Regions from separate parts of the Mus musculus genome. Here regions 1 and 3 are each linked to region 2. A link is a contact called in public Hi-C data. All regions are on one chromosome and are shown on one strand. Each heading gives the region's core, a stretch centred on a gene start, on an enhancer-like site or on the middle of the called end of the contact. The rest is flanking DNA. Distances are from core to core; before and after follow the strand shown. Region 1 overlaps Pibf1 (progesterone immunomodulatory binding factor 1). Region 2 overlaps Klf12 (Kruppel-like factor 12). Region 3 overlaps Pibf1 (progesterone immunomodulatory binding factor 1).

Region 1 (2,700 bases), core at 195-2,694, 770 kb before region 2:
CAAATGTAAGCTGTCGTTCACAGAGTATCTTTCCAGTGTAAACTGCTTCTGATTGAACTCACTGACCTCCAGGCCCTTTGATGATGCCACCCTCCCAGTGTCCTCAGTGGCTGTTTGGCTATAGTCAGGAGTACTTCATGTGCTAGCCGTCTGCTTTGACACATAGGTTACCACTTTTTGTCTGTTTTATGTGAGAGACTGCAAATTGGCCCAGATGGCTTAGAACCTCATTCCATCCAGGCTAATTGCCACTTGGTTCCATGGCTGCTTTTTTTTTCTTTTCTTTATCTTTTTCTTTTCTTTTTTTTTTGGGGGGGGGGGGCGGGCAGCCTAGGGGGAAGGTTCAAAACAAGGTTTCTCTGTGTAGTCCTGGATGTCCTGGAACTCACTCTGTAGACCAGACTGGTCTTGAACTCGGAAGGAAATCCACCTGCCTCTGCCTCCCAAATGCTGGGATTAAAGGCGAATGCCACCACTGCCCAGCTCCATGGCAGCTTTTAAATGTGCCTGTCTCCTTTCCTCATTGAGTACTCTTTACTTCTCATAGGCGCGTTCAGACTGGATGTCTCGTTACCAATGATGTTCTTTTATTTAGGTTAGCTTTTGAAACTGAATCTGCCGTGCAGTCTAGCCTGCCACACCTCCCTAAGGATGCTGAATGCAGTTTTGCACCACCACAGTAAACTGTCAGATGATATTTTAAAAAATATGTATTCGAGAAATAATTGTAATGATTGTTTTAGGGGAGAGAGGTCAGAATCAACTTTGATTTATGTACATATGATATTTGAAGCCATGAAACCTATAATTAAAGTTGGGTTTGGGCAGCAAGTTAAATTAGCTTCTGTTTAGTGGTTGTATAGTTACTATAAAATAGATTCTTCAGGAAAACAAACTTGAAATTAAGAAACGGACAAACTGTGTGATTTCCAGATCCTAGACTTTAAACCTGGACTCCTATGCAAACCATTCAGCCCTCCAGGCTGCTGGTCCCTTGTTTTGTTTCACTGTTAACTTACTGTTTCTATGTTTCATGGTGATTTTTAATATAGATGTGTCATTACACTGTGTTCTCTTTGGTTCCCTGTCACCATGGTCACTAAGTTAGTACCAGCTCCTGCTTGCTTTCTTACCAGTTTTTCCACTACTCTGCTTCCCACCCTCTTAGACACGTGCGCGCACACACACACACACACACACACACACACACACCCCACATACATAAATACAGACACATACTTTCAACTCTAGATTCTATATATTAAGAAAAACATAATATTTACCTTTCAGTTATAATTTATAATCGATGCTATCTTCCTGCAGATGTCATGATTTCGTAGTTCTTTGCCATTCAAGAAATTCCACTGTGTAAATGTATTACCACATTTTCTCTATCTGTTCATCTGTTGATGGACATCTAAGCTGGCTCCATTTCCTGACTTGTGTAATAGTGCAACAATGGACATGAATCGACATGTATTCCTCTGGTGTTTCATCATGGCCTTATCTTGAAAGGAAGATTGTGATAGATTTTCTCCAGTGTATTTTTCATCTCTGAAATGCTGAGTATCTAAAATAGCTGCTGTTGTTTGGGCTTAAGAGAATTGGAGGGTGGGGCCCCATTCAAGCCTCTTTTTTAAAAGCTTGTGATACGTAGAGAAATTGGAATGGTAGAGCTCAATTTTTTGTGAATCAAAACCTCACTCATTTAACAACAGATCAAGCAATAGAAATTTCTTTCATGCTGCCTCTCCACCACACACACACACACACACACACACACACACACACACACACACACACACACACACACACTACATATAATATTATTGCTTAAGAGGTGATATGTTATTTAATCTTTAATTTTGTCTGGGAAACAATTAGTTGCTAGGCATATACTAATTTTGAAGTAACCCTGTCTATGTTTGACTTACCTATACTAAGCCCTAGGACTCTAGACTCTATCTTTCATAATTAGTTTACTCGTTAAATATTTCTGCTATAATGACTAAGGGTTACTGGGTATACAGAGAAGATAGAACAGGCCTTTAAGGAGCGCAGGGTTATGTGTGGGTATATGGAGAGGGTCATAGATAAGACCATTATAGCATAAAATTATAATTACAGATATAGTATTTTCTACATGGAGATAGCAAACAACTTGAATGTGTGTGTGTGTGTGTGTGTGTGTGTGTGTCTCATTGACCTTGGCAGTCAAAAGTGTGTTGTGTTCCAAGTACACAAAGCTATCAAGCAGTGGCAGTCTCCTTGATACCTCAGATTGCACTTGTTTCCCCTTTGTAATTGCTTTCTCATTTCAAAAGAGAAAACGGTACTTGGCTGTTGATTCACTCAGCTGTTACCTAGAAATTTCCACTTTGAAAGGGGTGCCAAATGCAAACTTTGTGTCTACTTCTTTTTCTATAAAAATATTTATAATTTTTTTGCATCTAATTCTATACATTGTCCTCTCTTGCTTCTTCCATAAATATTACTTACAAAACTTTTATATAAAAGCCACAGTACTAGGTGCTAGGATTATGAGAAACTTAATCTTTTGCTTATCTTGTGGGAGGCAAAGAATGGCTGCTCCTAGCACATGCAATCCACTTTTCAGTGATGAGAGAACGTAAGGTGGACATCTTCCCACAGAACACAGGGGAGAAAGCAGTGGGGAATACAGCAATAGTCTACTGCCTT
Region 2 (2,700 bases), core at 15-2,514:
CTGAAATATTTTAGTAAGAATGTAAACAACTGTTTATTTACTATGACAGTGACATAGTATGCTTACTAAATGGCAGTTAGCTTCACTTCCAAACAACTACCGCTCATACATATCAAATCCATTAGAGTCCCAAGTAAAGTTATTTAATTGTAGCCATAAGTTTACAATGACATAGCTCTATAGCTGGATCCACTTCAGCCAAGGACTGCCGAAGGCCTAGGATGTGTTATCACTGTATCTATCTGCTTCGGTTATAAAACTGATGTCCTGAGTCACACATTTTTAATGAGACTTACAACATCTGGGGATAAAGCTAAAAATGAAAATCCGTGAGATTGCCACACCTTTGGTAGCTGCTCCAAGCTTATCAGTTACAGGACAAAGAGAGATGCAGACTTTAGTTTCATCACTTCACATTTCATATTTCATTTTTTAAAATTTCTCAGCACACTTTGTTGTAGTGTGAGTGTGACTGACACCCAGCCTCACCAACAAACAACCATCCAGAAAAATCCCACTACCACCAACAAAAAAGCCAAGACAAGACAAAACAAAAACAAAAACTAACCAACCAAACAAATACCCAAATTCATGTTGAAATTTAATCCCTACCATGAGGCATTTAAGGAGTAGTAAATAAGTCTCTCAAACATTCCTGTCTCCTGTCCTGTGACAGCCACCACGGGACTCCAATATCAAGAAGGCCACCATCTAATGCAGTCCTTCAACCTTGAACCAGACCCAGAAATCAGGATCAAGCTTAATTCTTTAGATCTTGCCTAGTCTGTGATACTGTAACATCAGCAGCAGAAGCAGACTAAGACAACCATGCAGCTCACAGACTACATGAACTCTGGCCAGGACTTACAAGCTACTTACCATGAGGATTCTACCCTGAAAAGAGTCAGTTTTTAGATGGTATCTCAGCACCATCACTAGGCTGTGTGCTTTGTCTTATAGTTAATAGAGATAGGAGGGAGATCCTAAAAGGGGAGTTCAAGGAACCATGAGCAATGACGCAAATATCAGAAGTAGCACTGTATGTATCTGAAGGTGGACCCAAAGGCCACCGCGATGGACAGCTGTCCGAGAATCTCCCCAAGCCACTTTAGAATCTTATTCAGGGAAAAAAAAAAAAAGAAATCGAGATGTCAGTTTAGAAGAAAGAAATACATGAATAGCAATAAGAAGCGATGAGTCAGGGGAAAAGTGAGACCGTGGAATCTGGAGCCACTTAGCATCACCGCGTGGGAGGGAGCGTAGGTGTAAGTGGGGCTTAAGTGCATCACACGTGTAATTTATAAATAACAGTGATCCGGTTACAGCACATGCCCCTTTCATCCGAGGAGGCGTTGCTAATTAGTGTACAGTTTCCTTTACTTTTAAATGTAAATAAGGACAGATTTCAGACACGGTCTAATCATCCCTGGTTCATATTTTCAAGCCTCCATAAGTAACCTTTCGATGTCTAATATTCTGATATGAGTTATTTTTATGAAGGCAGATACATGAGAAATGTATCTATCTCAAGTTCAGTTTATAGAACTTGATATAAATTCTATCAAATAAATAAATATAAATATAAATTTTAATGAACATTAAACAAAACTGCCCTATTAATGACTCTCCCCCACCCCCGCCCCAGATTTGTGGCAGAGGCATAATATCAATTTGTAATATGAAATATTTCCAATATTTATTGAAAAAGAAAAGACATGTTGGGATTATTTTTAGAAACTTGGCTTGAAATTTAACTCCGTTTTCCATTCATTACTAAGTTGAAATGCTCTGTGGAACATTTCATTCTGATTGCCACGTTTCACTTTAGTGTGTCCCACACAGCAGGAGAGCCATCATATTTCCCACCTAGACTAGCTGCAACAGCCGAGTCTAGTGCTCCATCTAGTGGCTGTACGCATTACTGACACCTGAGAGCTAAAACAGCATTGAAATTACTTTGTGGTTATCAACCTTCCTAATGCAGCGGCCCTTCAAGACAGTGCCTCAGGTGGTGGTGATACCCAACCATAAAATTATCTTCGTTGCTACTTCATAACTGTAATTTTGCTAATGTTATGAATCATATTGTAGGCATCTGTGTTTTTTAATGATCCTAGTTGACCCCCATGAAAAGGTACTCCGAGCCCCAAAGGTTGAGAACCCCTGCTTAAGACAATAGTGAACAACCTAAATGATGCCATATTTTCTTTTAGAATGTACACTTAATATACCTGTACTATCTTTAAATGAAGGAAATGAAAAGTAGATATTCACTGTACAAGTAAGACTCCATTAACTTAAAGCTTCTACAATTTCATTTAAATACACTGCATACCTTATTGTGTGGAAGAAATATACAATGTAGACGAGAGGGTAGGAACAGTGGGCCTGCTGGCAACATTGTGATGACTCCTGAGCTACATTTTCTCCTTTGTAATGTTCCTTTAACAATGTAGCCTCGGCAGGGGTTGCCATCATGACACTATTTCAAAATAATTGCTCACATATTCCTGCCACTACCTGAGCGGCACAGTAACAAAACAGAGTTGATTATTTTAAAATTGAAATTATTTAAATGTGCACTCCCAAACTCTTCTTTAATTGTGTATGCATTGCTAACATGTAGAAGAGTTCCCTTTCCTGTATCCCTAGAAATGTTTACAAGGTTGCGTCCTAAGGAAATACACGAGTGGTCAGACA
Region 3 (2,700 bases), core at 116-2,615, 670 kb before region 2:
AAGCTTGTCAGAAAGCTCACAGTAAGATGTTGCTAGTGCCTCCTTTGAGCTCCCGTGTCATTAAAGGAGTAAGTATTCTAAGAGTAGCATGTCAACTCTTCAGCACAGCACCAGAGACGGTCAGTCTGGAGAATACAGTGTGATCTGCCTTTGGATCTGAGAGGGCCGTGGACAGAGAATGATTTGCATAGGTTTTCTTTCCCTGCTGGCGGTCAGCTCTCGGTTTATTCTTAACTAAGTAGTTAGAGAAGAAAGACTACATTGTCAACTTCTCTTACAAGGCTAAGCCACACTATATTGATCCAGGAAGTCAAGGTACAATATATCAGAAATATGTTTTCATATAGCAGGTGAGACAGAGCCATAAACATGAATTTCTAAGTAATAATTAACAGTGAAATGAACAATTACAACTGTAATATACCGTTCCAGATAGATGTGCTCGTAAGGAGATTTGTTTTGTAGCTTTATGAGTCACACATGCAAGCTTTATATTTTTAAAAGTAAGTTTCCATTGTTAGAAACTATGACTTTTGAAGACTAAAATTCTTCTTTTTATATAAAAGATTTATTTATTGTTATATGTAAGTACACTGTAGCTGTCTTCAGACACACCAGAAGAGGGCATCATATCTCATTACGGATGGTTGTGAGCCACCATGTGGTTGCTGGGATTTGAACTCAGGACCTTCCGAAGAGCAGTTGGTGCTCTTAACCTCTGAGCCATCTCGCCAGCCCCAAAGACTAAAATTCTATGTGCTCAGTGCTGTCAGGACAGTGGATCATGTGAATTTTAGAAATACCCATGTTAAAGGTAAATATGCTATAGCGAGGATATTCCCAGATCTTCCAGTCACAGAAATGTGGTCTGAAGCCTTCATGTTGCTTGTAACAAACTGCTGTCTTTGAGATGCAGCACAAATACTGTGTGTTATCCCCACCCCACCCAGCTTGGGGTCCACAGTGGGGCTGTTCTGCTGTTTAATTGTGGAATACTTGCTTTATTCTTGAAAAGTTAAGTTAGTATCCTTCAAGTACTTCAACACCCATTCCCATCGTACTGTACTTTATTTAATGGGCTTATTAGTGTTTGGGGCGGGGGGCGGGGGAGAGCAGAGGAAGAGAGAGAACAAAACTGCACATAAGCAAGTGTTTAAGCACTGTGTGTATGTATAAGAATGTAACACTCCTTGAAAAAGCCTAGTTCTTTTTACTGAATTATTTTACATTCGTTTTGAGGAGTATATATCTTCAGATAAAATATAAATAGCTTCGAATCTGAGCATTTCAGAAATATCAGTTGCTTACCATGCCTTAGAGCCTGGCGGCACACCACTTAATTCTTTTCAGTGCTTTGCTCAGTAGGCTCCCTGGCGCCTACCTCTGCTTGTCAGTTTGTTTTTCTGCCGAGCTGCTTGCCTTTATTGGCATTTAATTACTGTTTTCCTCTGATGCCTGTTTTTCATCTAAGTTAGTAATAGTGTACAGCATTTATGTGGAGTTTTATGTGTTCTGCGCTTTATGTAATCATTCACTAGGTAATTCGCATATCCCTTTGACAGCCCTGAGCAGTTTACACTCTTACAGAAGTGCAGATGAGTTTCTGTGGAGCTCTGCCTTTGCATGGCTCCGCTGAGGGAATGGCACAGTAGGAAGCCGGTCCGAACTGCCTCCAGCCTCTGCTCCCGAGGCTACTGAGTCCTCTCTGAGTCCCCTCGGGAAGTTGACTTATTCCAGAGTTTGTGGGAGTGGGTTTTTTGTTTTTGTTTTTTAAATCCTTTGATTTACCAATTTTTCCACAATGCTCATTATCTTTCTTTAAGTTCGGAAAGGCCCTCCTATTATTTTGATAATTGATAACTTTTAATTAAATATAACCTGAGATGTCTTACAGCAAAACGCATCTCGTTAGCTTCATTTCACCCTTGCAGATTTTTGTCTCGACATTTGAGGAACTGTGCTACTTTGATTAATTATTGCTTTTCTCAATTCTTATAGAACTGGTCACATAGATTGTTTTTTAGTAATGTTATTATATAGACTTTCATTTGATTCTTCCCACTAATTTCTGTACATCAAACAGTAATTACAGATAGTATAAAGCAGTGCTCAGTCATTTCTTAGAATATTAATATGACCTTATAATGGGCACTGCCATAAATTAGGATTTATCAGAGAAAAATCACAATGAAGACACAGAAATTGAAGAGGAAACTAAGAATTTGGAGACACAAATTATTTTCACAGAGTTTACAGTTGACTGATTTATTTAAATTATATATTTCACAATTTACTATGTTACAAATTATAAAATTTCTAGGGATAAATGTTTCAGTTTTACTTCTGAAATATATCTTAAATTTTTTGTTGTTTTGGTTTTTTTTTGTTTTGTTTTGTTTTTTCGAGACAGGGTTTCTCTGTATCTCTGGCTGTCCTGGAACTCAGTCTGTAAACCAGGCTGGCCTCAAACTCAGAAATCCTCCTGCCTCTGCCTCCCAAGTGCTGGGATTAAAGGTGTGCACCACCACGCCTGGCCAACTTCTAATATCTTGTTTCAATATTTGTCTATGCATGTGTACTTGCTCTTTACTTCAGCATTTCAGAAGTAAGCAGTCAATGAAAGAGTGGTGATGGGGCTGGAGAGATGGCTCAGTGGGTAAGAGCAATGACTGCTCTTCCCAAGGTCTGGAGTTCAAATCC

What was found. Hi-C and Micro-C count contacts between places; a contact is called where the count stands out from the background.
Region 1: a contact with region 2 is called in a Hi-C map of epidermal suprabasal cells, with 5 times the contacts expected there. The contact joins two enhancer-like sites. A contact is called at or near these places in 2 of 15 datasets of contacts at CTCF or cohesin (the NIH/3T3 cell line and large pre-B cells), 45 of 484 Hi-C or Micro-C datasets (B cells, CD4 single positive thymocytes, CD8 T cells and 27 more), 1 of 115 datasets of contacts at active chromatin or transcription factors (embryonic stem cells) and 2 of 9 other capture datasets (adipose tissue and liver).
Region 3: a Hi-C map of cortical neurons shows a contact between it and region 2. The contact joins two enhancer-like sites. A contact is called at or near these places in 5 of 484 Hi-C or Micro-C datasets (cerebral cortex, cortical neurons, embryonic stem cells and 2 more), 2 of 115 datasets of contacts at active chromatin or transcription factors (SST interneurons and embryonic basal ganglia) and 2 of 9 other capture datasets (embryonic stem cells and pancreatic islet).

What each region holds. Positions count from the first base shown.
Region 1 is chr14:99,125,452-99,128,151 of GRCm38.p6, forward strand. All of the region lies in intron 5 of Pibf1 (progesterone immunomodulatory binding factor 1), which reads left to right. Among named protein-coding and RNA genes, the nearest start is that of Dis3, 27 kb to the left of the region's middle. Within about 2 kb of position 1,445, at least 8 of the 459 cell types and tissues checked have an H3K27ac peak or open chromatin away from gene starts, as enhancers often do. A contact at or near this core is called in epidermal suprabasal cells, where this site is marked.
Region 2 is chr14:99,893,022-99,895,721 of GRCm38.p6, forward strand. The region is part of intron 6 of Klf12 (Kruppel-like factor 12); the gene reads right to left. Among named protein-coding and RNA genes, the nearest start is that of Gm22970, 120 kb to the left of the region's middle. Within about 2 kb of position 1,265, at least 14 of the 459 cell types and tissues checked have an H3K27ac peak or open chromatin away from gene starts, as enhancers often do. A contact at or near this core is called in cortical neurons and epidermal suprabasal cells, where this site is marked.
Region 3 is chr14:99,218,471-99,221,170 of GRCm38.p6, forward strand. The region is part of intron 15 of Pibf1 (progesterone immunomodulatory binding factor 1); the gene reads left to right. Among named protein-coding and RNA genes, the nearest start is that of Klf5, 79 kb to the right of the region's middle. Within about 2 kb of position 1,366, at least 28 of the 459 cell types and tissues checked have an H3K27ac peak or open chromatin away from gene starts, as enhancers often do. A contact at or near this core is called in cortical neurons, where this site is marked.